3 separate regions of the Mus musculus genome follow, and regions 1 and 3 are each linked to region 2. Evidence: chromatin contacts called from public Hi-C and Micro-C data. All regions are on one chromosome and are shown on one strand. The core of a region is the stretch at or near the end of the contact, and the rest is flanking DNA. Distances in the headings are between cores, read along the strand shown. Region 1 overlaps Kdm4b (lysine (K)-specific demethylase 4B). Region 2 holds the start of Ranbp3 (RAN binding protein 3). Region 3 holds the start of Mllt1 (myeloid/lymphoid or mixed-lineage leukemia; translocated to, 1).

Evidence for each region. Hi-C and Micro-C count contacts between places; a contact is called where the count stands out from the background.
Region 1: a Hi-C map of cortical neurons shows a contact between it and region 2, with 3 times the contacts expected there. The contact joins the enhancer-like site here to the promoter of Ranbp3 in region 2. A contact is called at or near these places in 19 of 39 promoter capture datasets (the 3T3-L1 cell line, 3T3-L1-derived adipocytes, the C10 cell line and 11 more), 3 of 15 datasets of contacts at CTCF or cohesin (the NIH/3T3 cell line, large pre-B cells and pro-B cells), 49 of 484 Hi-C or Micro-C datasets (the AML12 cell line, B cells, the BV-2 cell line and 36 more), 24 of 115 datasets of contacts at active chromatin or transcription factors (the 230-238 cell line, the HPC-7 cell line, the NIH/3T3 cell line and 16 more) and 4 of 9 other capture datasets (adipose tissue, embryonic stem cells, liver and 1 more).
Region 3: a Micro-C map of embryonic stem cells shows a contact between it and region 2, with 3 times the contacts expected there. The contact joins the promoter of Mllt1 here to the promoter of Ranbp3 in region 2. A contact is called at or near these places in 6 of 39 promoter capture datasets (cranial neural crest, embryonic stem cells, liver and 1 more), 7 of 484 Hi-C or Micro-C datasets (the Ba/F3 cell line, CD4 T cells, the HL-1 cell line and 2 more), 6 of 115 datasets of contacts at active chromatin or transcription factors (embryonic stem cells, memory CD8 T cells and microglia) and 1 of 9 other capture datasets (adipose tissue).

The regions. Positions count from the first base shown.
Region 1 is chr17:56,369,455-56,372,935 of GRCm38.p6, forward strand. It overlaps Kdm4b (lysine (K)-specific demethylase 4B), which reads left to right. Exons shown (of 23, transcript NM_172132.3): 7 at 2,970-3,073. Among named protein-coding and RNA genes, the nearest start is that of Gm32715, 17 kb to the right of the region's middle. Within about 2 kb of position 1,702, at least 33 of the 459 cell types and tissues checked have an H3K27ac peak or open chromatin away from gene starts, as enhancers often do. A contact at or near this core is called in cerebral cortex, cortical neurons and frontal cortex, where this site is marked.
Region 2 is chr17:56,671,484-56,674,729 of GRCm38.p6, forward strand. It overlaps Ranbp3 (RAN binding protein 3), which reads left to right and starts at 1,742. Exons shown (of 17, transcript NM_001252466.1): 1 at 1,742-1,928. The coding sequence starts at 1,907.
Region 3 is chr17:56,933,400-56,936,730 of GRCm38.p6, forward strand. Mllt1 (myeloid/lymphoid or mixed-lineage leukemia; translocated to, 1) reads right to left here and starts at 1,989. Exons shown (of 12, transcript NM_022328.2): 1 at 1,864-1,989. The coding sequence starts at 1,875.

The DNA.
Region 1 (3,481 bases), core at 452-2,951, 300 kb before region 2:
GTCTCTGAGGTCACTGCGAGTGCACTCAGTCTGCCATCAGTGACCCCTATGCCCTCAGATGAGGGCACAGCAAGCTCTGTCAGAAGCCCTGGTCTCCACGGCCGGAGCCTGGCTTTAATACCTGTAGCCCAAGCTGGTAGGGAGTTCGCCATCCTCCTGCCTGGGTCTAGGATGTCTGGGTGAAGAGTGTGTGCTATGATATCTGCCTTTCCCTTTTTCTCACTGCACTCTGATGCTTGGGATGACACCTAGGGCCTCATGAGTGCAGGGCAGCTATCCTAGCCATGTTGGTTTTTCTTTTGCTAGCTTTTAAAGACAGGGTTTAGCTACATTGAACCCTGGCTTATCTTGAATTCACTTTGTAGCCTAAGCTAGCCTTGAATTTACAATCCTCCTGCCTCAGCCTCACAAGTGCTGGGATGACAGATCCATGCCACCATGCCCAGCTCAGCCATTCCTTTGTCAGGTCTAAGTTTGTATGTGGGAATCTAGGGACACACACATTGAGAGCACTGTGAGTCCTGACTACTTGAAAGGTCTGCCTAGCCTCAGTCATCCCCAGAGCAGCCCTGACACAGGAAGACTAACCTGGCTCCTGCAGGACCCAGCTGCAGGAAACATCTTCATACAGCGCCCAGACATTGCCCTCTGCAGTGTTCACCGTGTGGCCTTGAGCAAGGCCACTAAGGCAGTGCTGGCCACATACCTGCTTCCCTGTTCCACTGTGCCCATGCATAGCCTCAGTGGCTGTGAGCAGCCTAGGTGGTGCCCACACAGCTCAGATGCTAAGGCCACAGATGCAGCAGGGTGTCCTGGGAGTCCTTCAGCCCACCATGCAGCTTTCAGCTCTCCACCCCCTTTTCCTAGCCTAGTGCCAGCAGTACATCTCCTAGGCTCTCAGCCTGTCCTCCTCCTCCTGCCTCTGTCTGAGGAGGAGCCGTGAGGACACTGGGCAGGGTGATCAAGCTCAGGCTCTTTAGCTTGAGATGTCTGCAGAGTCTTTTCTGCCCTGGAAGTCGCCACACACAGGTCCTGGGGGTTAGGTTGTGGATACCTTGTAGGTGCCCTGAGTGAGCTGATGTCATTTATAAAACACAAAGGAAATGCTCTTCAGCTGACACCGCAGGGCCTGGGCATGACCTCACAGTTGCTGCCCAGCCTCTGCTGACAGTGTGATGCAGCTCAGTGAGTGAGGCTCAGGCAGTTCTTGCTTTGTGGCCTCTGGAAACAGGGAAGCTGACCTCAGAATGACGCCAGCACCCTCCGTCCATCCCACTCGTCACATCAGCATTCCGAGGGCCAGCAGGGGTGTGCAGCAGCTCAGCGGGATTTCAGTTCTGAACCTCCAGGCTGACTGCTTCAAACACCTGACTTCAGGGTGTGGTGGTGCAGGCGTCCAGACCCAGCACTCAGGAGGCAGAGGCAGGTGGATCTCTGGGTTTAAGGTCCTCCTGGTCCACATAGTGAGTTCTAGGCTATCCAAGACCACATAGTGAGACCCTGCCTCCAACAAGAACAATCTGCCCTGTCCACATAGTCCCGACAGCTGGGTGGGGAGGTTCCCTGGAACCAGAGGAAGGACCGAGCAGTTTGCCCAGGGAAGGGTGGGGATAAGATCGGGAGGCAGGACACAGCAGGAGGCTCCATACAGCTCCCCTGCGGCTCCAGCTTTGGCAGCCCCAAGACCTTCTTTGGGCATGCGCCACTGATGCCACCCACAGCAGAGCTGAGTGGAGCAGGCTCACAGAGTTCTCTGCTAACTCACAGAGAACGAATAGCTGAGCCATAAATGGGCTTATGGGGAGAGGCACCCGCCCGCAGGAGAGCACTGATGTGGGGGCGCTAATCACTTTAGATTTGAGCCTTTATTAGGGCCCTAATGAGAGCCACTTAAGCCGTGCTTAGGAGGGAGACGTGCTGCTGGAAGCTGCAGTCATAATTTTAACTAAGGCGCTTTTAGCACCAAGGAAGGAAAGTTGAGGACTCGGCCGTCATCCCCTCTGGTGCCTGCTCTTCCAGCTCAGCCTCCTGCCAACAGCCAGGGCCTCTAAATCCCTGCTCGCCATGTGCCCTGTGCACATGTCTGTGGGTGTGCATACACTCAAACATGTGCTCTGGAAGCAGAGACCTAGCAGGGACATACTAGCTTAGAAGCTGGGCGAGTGTCTGAGGGATTCTGGAAGGGTCCTTAGACTCTGAAGCTGGCTCAGTTCTCCTCCTGTCCCCTGCTTTGCCCACAGCAGACTTCTGTGACCCTCACTGTGTTCTCTGAGTGTACACAGGACAGTGTTGTGTGGTGAGCAGTCAGTCTAAGAACTAGGTGCCCCCTGCCTCACTTGCTTCCTATGCTGCCCATCTTGGCTGCTGCAGTGCTGCTTTTGAGAGGGTAGAGCTGAGCCCAGCCTACCCTGAGCCTCTGAAAGGATCATCTGTCCGTAGTGGGAACTGCTCCTCAAGGAGCACAAGGGCAGAATCTATGTGGGGATCCCAGGACATGGCTGATCCTTGAGACGGCTGTCTTGTTCTAAGGCAAACAGAACATCTGCCTGGGGAGGTGAGGGGGCCCTGGTAGGAACATAGGCTGCTCCCTGTCCTGAGGTCAGCTGTGTCCTGGGGCCTCATTTCTCCTCTGTGGACTACTAAGGTGCTGGGACCCAGAGGCTGCACACAGCAGCTGCAGCCGTCTTGTTTCTTGGTAGTTCTCAACTTTGCTCTTTGTAGTTTCCCATGCCATTCAGGGAGGAGTTAAATGCTGCCAGCTCACCGAACCCATCCATATGGTCCTGGGATGCTGCCTCCTAGAGGCTGTGTGCTTAGGACACCTTGGTGACTGTCCTAGTGAATAGGGTGGAGTCTGCCTAAGAGCTTGCAGGAGAGCTGTCTGCTGGGCAGCTGTCAGTCACAGGAGTGACAGCTGCTCCTGTCTCCCACACTGACACCCACTCTGACACGGCTTTCCTCCACCCCAGGCTTCTTCCCTGGGAGCTCACAGGGCTGTGATGCCTTCCTAAGGCACAAGATGACACTCATCTCGCCCATCATCCTGAAGAAGTACGGCATCCCCTTCAGCCGGGTATGTACCACTAGGGATGGTTCTGTGGTGGGGACCAACTGGTCTTGGGACATGACCTTGTTCTTTTGAAGGTGAAATGGGTGAGGGCACAGGGCAAGCGTGGGTTTGGCAGGGTCTTCACTGTCCCCAAACCACACAGAGCCCTTTGCTCAAGTACAGATCCCTACTGCTCAGGCCACACCTGGTATTAACTGCTCAGAGTCAACAGAGTGGCTGGCCTCTGGGTGAAGATGTCTTGCTTAGCAGTTAGTGGTTCAGCATTCCTGAGCATGGAGCCTGAGCTCGTCCTGTGTGCTATTGTAAAGGCTGTGACGGATAAGGTCTGAGGTGGGAGAGCCAGCCTGTGGCAACTGCTGGGGAGTGGGAGCGGATTGACAAGTACTTTAAGTTTGCAGACCCAGGACCTTG
Region 2 (3,246 bases), core at 492-2,991:
GAGTGAGGGAGGCTGTCTGAAGTGAATAAAGCAGACACATAGAGCAGGATCCCCAACCCCCCTACTTCTTCATGTACACTTGCTGTGCACATACATCCACACTCACCACATACACCAGGGAGACAGAAGGTTGCGTTGTATGCACACATTCATGTTCCCAGGAGTTGGAAGCTGAGGCAGGGGGATTACTGAAAACTCCAGACCAGCCTGAGCTATGTAATGACACTCTCTTTCAAAACTAAAAACCAAAAACCAAAACCAAAACCATTGAACCTGGGTATGATGGTGACATATGTTAGCCTAACTTTCTGGCTGTGCCGGCAGGAGGATCAGAAGTACATGGGCACCCTCATCTACAAAGCCATTTCGAGGGCAGTCTGGGCTACATAAAATACTCAAAACTGGGGGTGGGGGGGGAGAAAGAAAGTGTGAGTGAGCTCTTTTTTTTTTTTTTTTTTTTTCGAGACAGGGTTTCTCTGTGTAGCCCTGGCTGTCCTGGAACTCACTCTGTAGACCAGGCTGGCCTCGAACTCAGAGATCTGCCTGCCTCTGCCTCCCAAGTGCTGGGATTAAAGGCATGTGCCACCACGCCCGGCAAGAGTGAGTTCTATATCTGTGGCCCCAGCACTTGGGAAGATGAGGCAGGAGAATTTTGAGTTCAAGACCAGACTGGACTACACTGTGACAGTGTCTCCCTATCTCACAGATCTATAGGAGTATACCCAGATTTAAAATACGTAGTAGCTGCTTTCAGGTGTCTTGTCAGTATGCAAAGGTGAATATAGGTTTGGTTTTCCATTCTCCCTTCCTTTCTTTCTTCCTTACTTCTTCTTCTTCTTCTTCTTCTCTCTCTCTCTCTCTCTCTCTCTCTCTCTCTCTCTCTCTCTCTCTCTCTCTCTTTCTTTCTTTTTTCCAGACAGGGTTTCTCTGTATAGCCCTGGCTGTCCTGGAACTCACTCTGTAGACCAGACTGCCCTCGAACTCAGAAATCCGCCTGCCTCTGCCTCCCGAGTGCTGGGATTAAAGGCGTACGCCACCACGCCTGGCCTGAGTTCTTAGCACCCACATAGTTGGCTTAGACCGGTCACCCACAGTCCAGTTCCAGGATAGCCTTTCCTTTTTTAGCCTTTTGTAGGCACTGCACACACATAGCACTCATACACAAATACATCTTTTCTTATTACTTATTGTTTGTTTGTTTTCAAGACATAGTCTGTGTAGCCCTGGACCAGGCTGCTCTCAAACGGAGATCCTCTTGCGTCTGCCTGAGTGCTGGGATTAAAGGCGTGCGCACCAATGCCAAGTCTAATGCCCAGAGAGGTTAAGAGTCTAGTTTTATTAGGACATCCTGTGTTTGAAATCTAGGGTGACCTCTGACTTTGCCTCTTCCTCAACCACCCCAAATAGCCATAGGAAAGCTGTGTGAAAGGGCCTGGCTTCTGATTCAGGGACATGGGCCACTCCTTCCTGTACGCGGAATCGCTAAAAAGCCTACCTAGGCTCACGCCAGAGAAACAAACAGAGAAAGTGGCGGGATGGCAGTCAGGACAGCAAGCAGCGGCACGTCTCTCCTGCGCATGCGTGGGGCTCGGCCATCCTCCTCCCCCCCCCCCACCTCCTTAACATGCTGCCAATGCTAGGAGCTCAGGACCAATAGCAAACTGGCGCTGCCTGTGCGCATGCGTGCCACGCTAGCCACACCCTCTTCCCTTTGCGGGCGGGAAGAGGCGGGCGGAGAGCCGTTACTGCGCAGGCGCGCGGCCGGAGCTCTAGCGGGTGCGAGCTTCCCTCCTCCTCACACCGGCGCTGGCTTATGGGATGCGCAGGCGCAGAACTCTCCCAGCAGAAAGCCCTCGGAGCCCGGGGGCCGGGCGCGGGGCCTTGTGGGAGGGCTTAAGGAAGTAAAATGGCGGACCTGGCGAACGAAGGTAGGGGAGGCGCCGCCGGGGGCCAGCTGGCGGCAGGCGGGCGCGGGGCGGGAAGTCAAGGGAGCCCCAGAGTCGAAGGGCGAGCGCTTCAGGTTGTGGGAGTTCGGCCTCACCCGGTCTGGGCACCCAGCGGGCCCCCCTACCGTGGAGTCTGGTCCCCGGCCGGGTTCCTCGCGGCAGCCCCGGCTTCTGCCTCCTCCCGACCTCGAGGCTCCTCGGCCGCGCCGCGACCGCCTCCCACCCCCCACCCCCACCCCACGCCTTCCGGCCTCGCAGGCCGCCCGGGGAGCCCAACGGGCCTTGAGACGCGGCTCCGCGGCCTCGAACGAGGCGGGCGAGACCTCCGAGCCTGCTCGCGGGCCCAGCCCGCCACGCTCCCTTCCCCGCTTCCCTCGCCTGGGGCCTGGGCCTCCTTCCCCGGCATAGCCTCAGGCTCAGGTCCGGCTCTCCTTCATCCCGCGAAGGTGCTCGGCCACCCCGACCTGTAGCTTACACCCCGAGGTCTGCTTAAACCCGGACCGGGCGCCCCTATTCCCGCCACAGGGCTCCAGGTCCTTTGAGGTGCACTTGATGCCCCCCATTTAGGCCTGGCCATCTGATCTTGAAACTCCTAACTGCTTCTTCACATCCCGTTTTTATTTTTGACACCGTGAAACCTCCCCTCTGGAGTCGACATCCCATTTAAGGGGTTTGAATATGGTAGGACTACCCAGTTGTTGCAGAACCTGCACGTCTCTTCCTACCAGTCTTCAGAGTCCTTTGGAGTGCAGCTTACATCCCCTGATTTAGGCTTGGCCACCTGATCTGTATTTCCTAATTCAGTGGTTCTCAATCTTCTTAATGCCGTGACCCTTAAATATAGTTCCTCATTGTGGTGACCCCAACCATAAAATTATTTTTGTTACTTCTTCATAACTAGCTTTGCTACTGTTATGAATGGTAATGTAAATGTTTCTGGATTTCCTATTTAGACATTTGCCAAAGGGGTGGCAACCCACAGGTTGAGCACTGATATACTAATTGCTTCCACACCCCCTTTTGCCCCGTGGCCCTGACTCCCTGAGCACTCTGGGATGTAACACTTTCTCAGTCAGCCTGATGCTTGACACCCAGTGGTGGCCCCTTCGGGGCTCCTCCAGGGTTCAGTTTGGGGACTTCAGGGTCTGTTTTTTTTGTTTTTTGTTTTTTAGATTTATTTATTTTTATTTATCTAAGTACACTGGAGCTGTCTTCAGACACATACCAGAAGAGTACATAGGATCCCATTACAGTAGTTGTGAGCCACCATGTGGTTGCTAGGAATTGAACTCAGGACCCC
Region 3 (3,331 bases), core at 739-3,238, 260 kb after region 2:
CACCAGCAGCTCTTGGGGGTCTTACACCTGAGCAAATCCTGTTCCCCACTGTCCCTGAGATTGCTGCCTTTCCTCAGCATCACAGCCACAAAGTGACAGCCACCCAGGACACCACAGAGGGAATGGTCTCCAATCTCTGGGGATTCTATTGAGGACATGGACTCCTGAGTTTTGGAGTGCAGAGGGTGCCGAAGAACAGGGACTTTTTGTGTGGTTCAACTAATGAAGAGCCCAGGTAGCAAGCAGGCTTGCAAATCAGCCTATTCACTAGCAGCAAGTCAGGCACACCAGGGACAAAAAAGCTATGCCTGCTACCTGCCCCAGTGGTCCTAGGTCATAGATAGTGGGACACACAGGAGGTCCCTACCGATGTATCTGAAACTAACAGCCACATGGCCAAACTAGACAAAGCCGCCTCCATGGTGCCAGCAGCTAGGGATGACCCAACCTGCCCTTACCAACAGCAGAGGAAGCCATCAGCTGCCACCCCCACAGCCCCACACCTTCCCAGGACTGGTACCCCTGGAAGTTCCGTCTTTGGAAGGGAAGGGGGAGGATGTGACCCTGGGTGAGGGGAATCTAAAGAAGATGGGGAGGAGCTCACATGGTACAGAGCTGGGTGACATGAGGGGAAGAGGTAGAGGAGGCAGGCTACCCAAGAGGCTGGGAAAAGTGAACTGAAGTGAGTGTCTTAGATGGAGAGAGGGTGTGGCTGGGCAGAGAGCATTCAAAACAGACCTGAAGCTAGCACCTGGTTGGGGGGGGGGTATTCCCTGGAGTTTGGGGAGATTTGGGGTCATGGGCCCAGGAAGAAGGAATCTTCCAAAAAAAGATTGAGGCTCAGGCCCTATTTGGGGTGGTGTAGCATCTAAGAGGATATGTAGGGGGGGCATCCTAAAGTTACTAGCCCTGTCTGTGGGGACTCTGTGTAGACTCTCCACAGAGTCTGATTCATGCTAGGGACCACAGGGGCTGGAAGACCCACTTAAGTTCTGAGACATGTTTCCAAAGATTCTGGGCCATACAAGGATGCCAGGAGCTGTGGGGTGTACTGGAGTTCTGAAGGGAGTCTGGCTAGATTTGGATTCATAAGGGACGTGAGTTCCCGGCTAGACTGGGTGGCTTTGTAATCCCAATGGGTTCCATTCTCTACTGGGATTCTAAATGATTTCCCAGGGGATGTGGGGCCAGGACGGGATCCCCATGGTGCTGTGAGTGGCTATAGGATTCCAAAAGTCTTCCTGGAGAGCTGTGGACCAGGCGGGAGATCCCCAGGGTGCTAAGGTAGTACCAAGGCTCTAAGGGGAATCCCAAAGGGTTCCAGGCTGTGATGATGCCCAGGGCGCTAAATCCCTGGGATCCTGATAAACACTTCAGGAGTCTGTGTGTAAACTGGATTCCTAAGGGGCGCCTCCGGGGACTCTGGAATGAGATGGAGTTCCTAAGGTGTTGAAGCCCTGAGCTCCTGTATGATGCCCAGGGGGTACTCCGGGATTCTAAGGGGTGTCTCACGGGGCTCTGAGCCAGGCTGAGTCCCTCAAGATGCCGCGGCGGTGTGGATACACTACGCTGGCAGAGAATTCCCCAGTGTGGAGTGGGTGGCACTGGGGTGCTGAGTTAGATCCCAAAGGGTTCTGCACCAGACCTGGGGTCGCGATGGGGGAGGGGTACGTGGGTCACAGTGGAGGAGGGGCATCCCGAGATGGCGATGGGGGAAGGACGCCCCGGGGTCGCAGTGGCTGGAGAAGGGCCCATCCGGGTGGGCGCGCGCAAACTCGGTGCCCACGGGGCGGTGTGCGCGCAGGGCCGGCCACAACGCCGCGCAGGGCAGCGGGAGGCCAGTCCCGGGCGGAGGCTTCTTACCTGATTGTCCATGACTGGCGCCCGCCCCGCCCCCGGGCCCGCGTCGCTCTCGCTGCCGCCGCTCAGCAACGCCCCGCCGCTCTCATTGTCTGTCGGGGGCCGCACCGCCGCCGCCGCCGTTCCGGGCCGCCCGCCCGCCCGCCAGCCGCGCTGAACCGGAAACCGCCGCCAGCCCGGGCGGCTCAGCGACCGCGGGCCCCCAGCCGCCGACTCGGGCCCGGCCTCGCCGATGGACAAGCCTCCGAGCCTGTCAGAAGGCCAGAGACCCGCGCGTGGGGCGGGACTTCCGGGCTGGTGGGGGCCCGCCGGGCGACAGTCAGAACGACGAAGCCGTCAGCCAATAGAAAGCCGGCGCCGCAGGGGGGCGGGCGGAGGGAGTGAAGGAGGCGCGAGGCGAGCTCTGCTGAGCGGCGCGAGGTGTGCGCCGCACGTGGAGGGGTTGGGCCAGGCCGTGGCGCGGTGCCTGCGCACTGCGCCCCGGGAGCGGCTCTAGAGGGGACGTCCCTAAAAAGGCCCTAAGAGTTTAAGTTCGAGCCCTGCGGAGGGAGGGAGCGCTGGCGATGTTCGGTGCTCCTGCGTGACAGCGCCGGTGGTTAGTTTACCGGTCTGGATCCTGTAAAGCCAGCGGGTTCAGCCCACTTCTCCTTGCAAAGGCTAGGGTTGTGCATCTGTAAAAAACCAGCCTGTGACTTCAGTGACCTCTTCTGGCCTTCTCAAGCACTGCACACAGGTGCTAGCGCTCGCACACAGACACGCACCATTTAAAATGTAAGCTTTTAAAAAACAAAAACAAACAAAAAAACTTGTCGGAGGTGGTTCTTCTTTCTGTGGTTGTTACAGTGCACATCTGAAACGGAGCCATTCTAAATGATCAGCGGTCTCATTCATTCAACGCAGGGAAAGGAACGGTAGTCAGTAGTCAACCGTAGACTGTGGATACTGACAACTGGGGATTGAACTCAGGGCTCCCGCCATTGAACTACACCCACAGCTCTGTTTTCACTTTTTTACTTGAAGGCCAAGGCTGGGGCATAATTGGTAGAGCACTCTGCTAGAACGATGAAGCCCTGGGTTCTAGCCTCAAGACTCTATAAGCCAAGTGCAGAGATACATGTCTATCATCCTAGAACTTGGATATAAAAGGCAATACAAATTTTTGCTAACCTGAATAAAAGACACACACACAATCCAGGTATTTTATTTACAAACCGTAAGTCTAGGTTGTGCAGCTATTCTAGTTTGGAACTAGTTTGGAGCTATTCTAACTTACATCCCTGCCCATGTGTCCCTTGTGACGTGCTGTTTTTCCTGGCCACATGCTTATGGTCCATCTCCTCTCGTGGCGGCCTCCTCCAGTTTCCCTGTCTTTCTTAGTCTCCTTTCTCTACCTGCAACCTCCAGCCAGGTAACTGAAAACCTGCCTACCTCTATCTATTGCCCAGTCACAGGCTTTAGCCTTTTATTGACT